Linked DNA regions of Mus musculus: region 1 is linked to region 2. The links are chromatin contacts, called in public HiChIP or PLAC-seq maps. All regions are on one chromosome and are shown on one strand. The core of a region is the stretch at or near the end of the contact, and the rest is flanking DNA. Distances in the headings are between cores, read along the strand shown. Region 1 holds the start of Klhdc8b (kelch domain containing 8B). Region 2 overlaps Bsn (bassoon).

Region 1 (3,128 bases), core at 229-2,728, 340 kb after region 2:
AAGGCCTCATCTTGATTCTGTCAGGGCTGGATGGGTGTGTCTGCCCAGTCCAAGGGATCTTGCCTTGACCTGGAGGGGAGGCAGAAAACAAAGGGTCAGGGCCACTGTCAAGAAACAGATGAACAACATGTAGCTGAAGGCAGGCCAGGCCCAAAACCACTCGTGCAGAAAGACCCACACCTTTGACTAACACTCTACTGGTGAAGGTCCTTCTATAGTGGGAAGAATAGATTCCAGGTACCCAGAAGGCGTTCTCGGTTCTTGTGGGAACATGAGGGATTCTTCCCTCCCCAACCTTAAGAACTAGCAAATAGTAACTTGATCAATTTAGAGTGGAAGGGAAGATAGAGCCCAAATCTCCATCCTAGCGTGCTTCCTGTCCCAACAAGTCTTATCTCAGTGCTCCAAGAGAGTTCTGCATCCTCTACACACTGGCATCTAGTGTGCCTTCAACAACCTGGGTCCAGCCATCAGGGTCCCTCATCCTGTAGTCCTTACAAGAAGGATCTTCTACAAGGTATAACCATTTATATCAGCAAAAGGCCAGTCTCATATGCGAGACCCAAAGGGGCTAGACTCCAGGATTCCACACTCCCTTTGAAGTCCATCCTTTATGGGTGTGGCGATGCCAGCAGATTCCCTGCTGAGGAGGTTTTAAAAGGCTGGTGTAGAGAATCTCTTGAGCACAGGATTAGAAGGTCCCTGAGTCCAGGGCTTTTCCTGTAGGAATAAACGGCTGGATTCCTGACACCCCCCACCCAAGAGCACATTCCTTAGCCTCCCCTTTTGCTGTGTGTGTATCTCTCTGTGTCTATGTCTCTATGTGTATGCTGGGGGTCTCCACTCTCAGTCCCGGGATTTAACAGGGACGGCCTCCTGGCCCCAAACTTCCAACTCAAAGGAGAGTGGGGGGCGGGTCTGGCTAGTGGGTTTAATTAAGGTTCTATCCTTCATGCCCCAAACTTCCCCTGCGCGAGGTTCCCGCGGGACTCACCTGCTGGATCTCAAATGTCGCCAGGGCACGGGGTCCGCTGTTCCGCCTCCGCCTCCGCTGGCTCCGGCTAGGGCTGAAGCTGGGCTCTGGTGGGGCTCCCGCACCGCTCCGGCGTGGGGCGGGGCTGGACCGGGTCCGCCCCTCGCTCCCCCCTCCCCAGATTCGGGGAAACCTCCTCCCGCCTTAACTCTGCACATGCCACGGCAGGAGTAGGGCGCACCGACCCACGGTCACCCAAAATGAACAGACAGGCATATGGACATCCGGCCGGCCAGGATTTAGGGCTCTACCTGGGGCGATGATAGAAATGAGGCAGCGGCGAGCAACACAACACCGGTATGGTGGGATCGGAGGCGGGTGTCGTTGTGAGTCGGATCCACTCTGGGTACAATCAGCCAGGGGCTAGCCAGTGGAACCTGGGGCCTTTAGGGGTCGGAGTCCGCCCATCACAACTGAGCTTGGAGGTGCCAAACCACAAGCTTCCCAGCGGCGCCCCCTAGAGGCCACTAGGGCTGTAGCCTGGGCCTCTGGTTGGGGAGCCCAGCCGAGCTGTCCTAACCATGACACAAAGCAGGACACAGAAAAGATCCCTTAGTGTATATGGAGACTAGCAGCTTGTAGGGTGGAGGGGCAGACTGTACTAGCCTTGGGGCCTATCTAGACCTTCTTTATAGAAAAGTAGGTTATTTTTGCTTCGATCCGAGCAGTGGATGTGCACAATCAGCCAGATGCCAGGAGTCTCTCTGCCTAATGCTACTCTGGGGCTACTACTCAGAGGTTGGGTGACTGTTCATCTTCAGGGTACAGAGCTCATCTCTAGCCAACTCCGTGGTCATGTGATAGCAAACTGGTGTGACAAAGACTCCCCTGGAGTGAGAATTCTGAAATTTTGATTTCTTTTAACATCAGAGAAATCGTATAGGAATATGTTTTTGTTTTAATGCCAGGTGTGGAGATACGGGGCTGCTTCCCAGCAGCTGACTACGATTTGCCTGTGTTCTAGCAAAAGCAGGGTTTTGCCAGCTGCACATAGTTTCTGTGATTGTGTTATGTTTGGAATTCTGGGTACTTCTCAGAGGATATAAGTTTGAGAGCCCTGGGGGGTGGATGGGTGGTTGTTGGCCATCAGTGGGGAGGGGACTAGTTGCAGTTTGTTAGTTGTCAAAAGAAATTAGATTCAAGGACCTCTATTTATCTCTCCCCTCTATCCTTCTTTCTCTCCTATCTAGTGATAGGGGTTGAAACTGGGGGATGAAGGGTGGGAAAAAAACCCACAAAGTAGCAAAGACCAGCTGCATCCACCTACCTCTGATTCACACTTTGGCTCAGCCTATCTTGTGAGCATTCTGATCAGCCGAAGCTTCCAGTTGGAAAGCTTGTGTGAACAGCTCCTGCACTTGTCTGTGTCTGCTCATTGATTCCGACCCTTTTGTGTACAGTGTTTAGCTTAATTTTCCCAACGCAGATCTTGAGGCAGTGACACAAGTGTGTGTGGTTAGTGTAGGAGGTGAAGCCAGGAAGCACCCGCAGAGAAGTAGCAAGAAGACCAAGGAAAGCAGCCAATAAAGGAGGTACCATCAGTTACCACCGTGGGTAACTGCAACCTGGGGATTCTGGGAGGTGACTAGAAACATGGGTCTTATATTGTTACTGCTCCCAAGAACAAGGGGACCTAAGAAACCCACCTTCACATCCCCAGGGATCATACAGTACTAATGCCTTTGCATGCCCAAAATTCTGACTGTCCAAAATGTGGATGAACCCTTCTTTATGACTAAATAGAGCCTATAGCTCTCTCAGTGGTTGTCAGTTTGAAGTGAAGGGCATGTCTAGAAATGATGGCGCAAAGACTGGCCTCAAACTGCACAGACTCTAAAGGGCCCTTCTCTACCACTCAGTGCCAAGTCTCCCATCCTCAGGCTGCTCCTCACTTGGGGCTCTGGTATGTACCCCATGTTCTCGTGTCCTCATGTTCCCCACTGTCCCTGTTCTAAGCCCCCTCTGCTTGCTTTCCTACTGTTTACCACTTACAAGCATCTGCTTTTTAATGTCTCCCAGTCTAAGTCAAGGCTATCTCTTTCTGCTCCCTCTGAATTCTGAAGCCATCTGTCCCCAGATGCCACTGCCTTGTTAT
Region 2 (3,350 bases), core at 233-2,732:
CGGCGGTGGGGCTCAGGGGCTTAGGGTCGGACAGAGACCGCTGCAGGGTCTTCATGGGGCGAGGCAGAGTCTGCTGGCGAAGGGTGCTGTCAGCTATGAATTGCTTCTGGGGACTCACATGAGCCTTGTTCAGCCTCTCACTGGAAGCAAACGAAGTGTCCAGGAGCCGGTGTGGGGACAGGGGCGACACTGGAGAGTAGAGCACTTGTGGAGACTTAGGAGGCTGGCGGCTCACAAGCTGCGACAGGGACTCCGGGGGCAGGTGGGCCTGGTAACCGATTTCCAGAGGATCCGGCTTCTTCTTCTCAAATCTGCCCAGGGCTCCTGGGGTGACTATCTGGATGCCAGGTAGGTAGGGGCTGATGGCAGTTGGTCCTATGAGCTGTGGCCCAGCCACACCCTGAGCCTGTCCATCCGGTTCTGTCTGGCAGGCCAGGCTCTCCCCGCGCCCAGTCTTTTCTGGTGCTGATATGTACCTGACAATCTCCACCTTTGGGTCGGTGGCAGCCGTGATGTGGATGGCTGGAGAGACCCTGGGCAGCTGCTCGGGCTCGGTCTGGACGGAGCAGTCGCTGATGGTCTGTATGCCCACGCTGCTCATGGCCCTCGCAGTGGCGGCGGCCGTGGTGGATGAGGAAGCAGTGGCATCGTGCTTGCTGTCAGAGCCTGAGTCTGAGTGACGGGAAAGACGAGACCTGCGGCGGCGGACGGGTTGCTCCCAGTCGGCATTGTCCTCATCATCTGTCTGCACACTGCAGTCAGCACTGCGCCGCGTCCTGCGCCTGCGAGTCACAAGGTAGCGGCCCTCACCCTCCTCATCATCTGTCTGAACACTGCTGTCTGCAATTCTCCTGACCGTGCTGGGATCAGGTCCCGACTCTGGCTCACAGGCATCTCTCAGGCGTGGCATGGAGTGACGTTTCTTGATGCCACTACGGCCTGCCTCCCACTGCTCCTCGGTTTGCAGTGACATGTCTGAGGCGGAGCTGGGGAGGCCCCTGTGCAGCACAGGCTCACGAGGTTGCCCGGGCCCTTCAGTCCCCGCCACAGCAATGAAGGCCGCGTGGGTCAGCGGTGGCCAGTACTGGCCATTCTGGGCCAGCTCGGTGGCAGCCGGGGGAGGCCCTCGGCTAGGTGCCTCACAGGTGGCAGGAAAGGGGGCCTTCTGCCTCTGCTTCTGCTCCTCCAGCTGCAGCTGCAGCTGCTGCTGCAGTTGCTGGATCTGCTCTAGTTGCAGTCGCTGCTGTGCCAGCTGCTCACGCTGCAGTGCAAACTGAGCCTGGCGCTCTTCCTGCTGCTGCTGCAGCACATGCTGCTTGATGGTCTGCAGCTCCTGCAGCTCTCGCTGCACCAGCAGCTGCTCCTCCTCACGATGCCTCTGCAGCTCCACCCTCTCCCGCTCCAGCTCCTCCTGCAGCCGCAACTGCCGCAGCTTTTCCAACTCTACCCGTTCCCGCTCCAGCTGCAGCAGCTGCTCCTGTTGCTTCCGCTGCCGGTCCTCCTGAGACGCTTCCTCCTTCTCCGACGCAGGCCGGCTGAGGACCCCACTGCCACTCCCAGCGACGGCCTCTCCTGCTGGCTTCTGGCCAGGTGGTGGGGCCGGGGCCGGGCCCGGGGCAGGGGCCACGGGGGCTTCCTTGATGACAGCAGGGGCAGTTGTGGAAAAGGGTTCTTCACGAGCAACCCCTGCTGGTAGCTCAGGCCTTGGCGGACCTCCTGCCCCCGAGGCCTTGGCTGCAGCAGGCTTCCCCAAATAGACAGGTCCTTCAGCAGGTGGAACGCTGGAAGCAATGGGGAATCTTGGTGCAGGATAGCGGTATAGCCCTGCTGGTCCAAGAGGTACCCGAGGAGCAATCATGGGCACACGGGTCAGGCTGGTAAGGGGCACAGCTGTGACTCCACCAGATACATAAGGCCTGTACATGCCACCACGCACCATGGGCCGCAGTACCGAGGCAGGCTGGGTGGTGATGGGCAGCGTTGCAGCAATTGGGGTATTGATAGTCGAATAGATCATGCCATCGGCTGCGCGCACTGTTGCTGTGGACGGGAGTAGCTGTCTGACTGCTGTTGCTTGGCTTGCTGCAGGCCCATACTGAGCAAGGTTTCCAGGGCTTGGCTGCCCTTCTGGGTAGGTGGGGTTGCCAAGGAGGCCGGATCTAAGGGGAGCCAGACCCTGTGGAGCACTGAGGCCAGGCCCATGCTGGGGCTGATACTGCACAAGGTCAGGCCCACCACTCCCGCTGCCATGCCGCCCACCGTACTGGTCCATGGAGTTGAGGGCAGCACACATGCGGCTGATCTCTCGGGCTGTGGTGGCACTGTACTGGGCCAGGCTGGCCTCCTGGAAGCCAACTGCATCTCCCCGTGGGCCGTACCTATGATCTGAATAGATGTTTGACACCGAGCTATAGCGCCGCAGGGGAAGTGGGTGAGACAAAAGGTCTGTGGGGTGACGCAGGTCCGTGAAGGAGCCATACTGTAAGCCCTGCCCTAAGTAGCGTCCATCAGCAAAGCCTAAGCTGTACGAGTGCTTCAGTGAGCTGAGGTCCACTGCCGAGTCCCTCCCAGGTCCCTGGAAGAGCTGCCCAAGCCTCTGGGCATGGTAGTTGAGGCCAGCTTCGGCCAAATTGGTGTCAGACATGGAGGAGTATAGCCTTCCAGGCAGGCCCTGTGGGTAGGGCCTCTGTTCTTCATGGGGCCCAGGTCCTACTACCCCCTGTGTGCGGAAGGTGAGGGGCTCAGGGGGCTCAGGGTCTCTGGGACTGTAGAAGGGGCCACTGCTTTGGCCAGGCAGGGCTGTATCGGTCACACTCTTGTCGGGTGCGCTAGGGGCAGGATGGAAGGTGCCAGTGCAGCTACTGCCAAAAGGAAACTTGTAGACCATGTCACAGCATGCCAGCTGGCTCTCGGGCCTCATTCCGGTGAGGTCCAGGGCACCTGCCGGCTCTTCTGGGAGCAGGGTAGTCACTGTGCCGGCTGTGCCCTCTCCCATCTGTACCACCACTGTGTGTGGCTTCCTGGTACCTGGAGGAGCATGTGACCGGAGCTCTGCAGGAGTAGCCCGGTGGGGTTCAGCACCGGGCTCTGGCACTGGTCCTGGCTTCAGGCCCACACCCTGGGCGGTGCCCATCTGGGTGATCAGAATGTCCCTTCTGGCCAGAGGTGTTACTTGGTTGGGAAGGTTATACCTGGCAAACTTAGCCTCCCTGGGTCTTCCCCTGGGCCCACCTCGGTACGGGGCTGTCTGGACAGCCTGCTCTACTTGCTTGACCTGCGCCAGGCACACGGGGCTACCTGAACCCTGGCCAAAGTCGAGGCGGCTCTGGAAAGGATCTCCGTATACCACT

The links. HiChIP or PLAC-seq counts read pairs in DNA pulled down with a chosen protein or histone mark.
Region 1: an H3K4me3 HiChIP or PLAC-seq map of fetal liver shows a contact between it and region 2, with 3 times the contacts expected there. The contact joins the promoter of Klhdc8b here to the enhancer-like site in region 2. A contact is called at or near these places in 6 of 115 datasets of contacts at active chromatin or transcription factors (the SCID.adh cell line, bone marrow-derived macrophages, embryonic stem cells and 1 more) and 1 of 9 other capture datasets (adipose tissue).

The regions. Positions count from the first base shown.
Region 1 is chr9:108,451,323-108,454,450 of GRCm38.p6, forward strand. It overlaps Klhdc8b (kelch domain containing 8B), which reads right to left and starts at 1,479. Exons shown (of 6, transcript NM_001359428.1): 1 at 995-1,479; 2 at 1-69. It also overlaps a transcript of Ccdc71 not described here.
Region 2 is chr9:108,109,944-108,113,293 of GRCm38.p6, forward strand. Bsn (bassoon) reads right to left here. Exons shown (of 12, transcript NM_007567.2): 5 at 1-3,350. Among named protein-coding and RNA genes, the nearest start is that of Apeh, 17 kb to the left of the region's middle. Within about 2 kb of position 1,483, at least 53 of the 459 cell types and tissues checked have an H3K27ac peak or open chromatin away from gene starts, as enhancers often do. A contact at or near this core is called in bone marrow-derived macrophages and fetal liver, where this site is marked.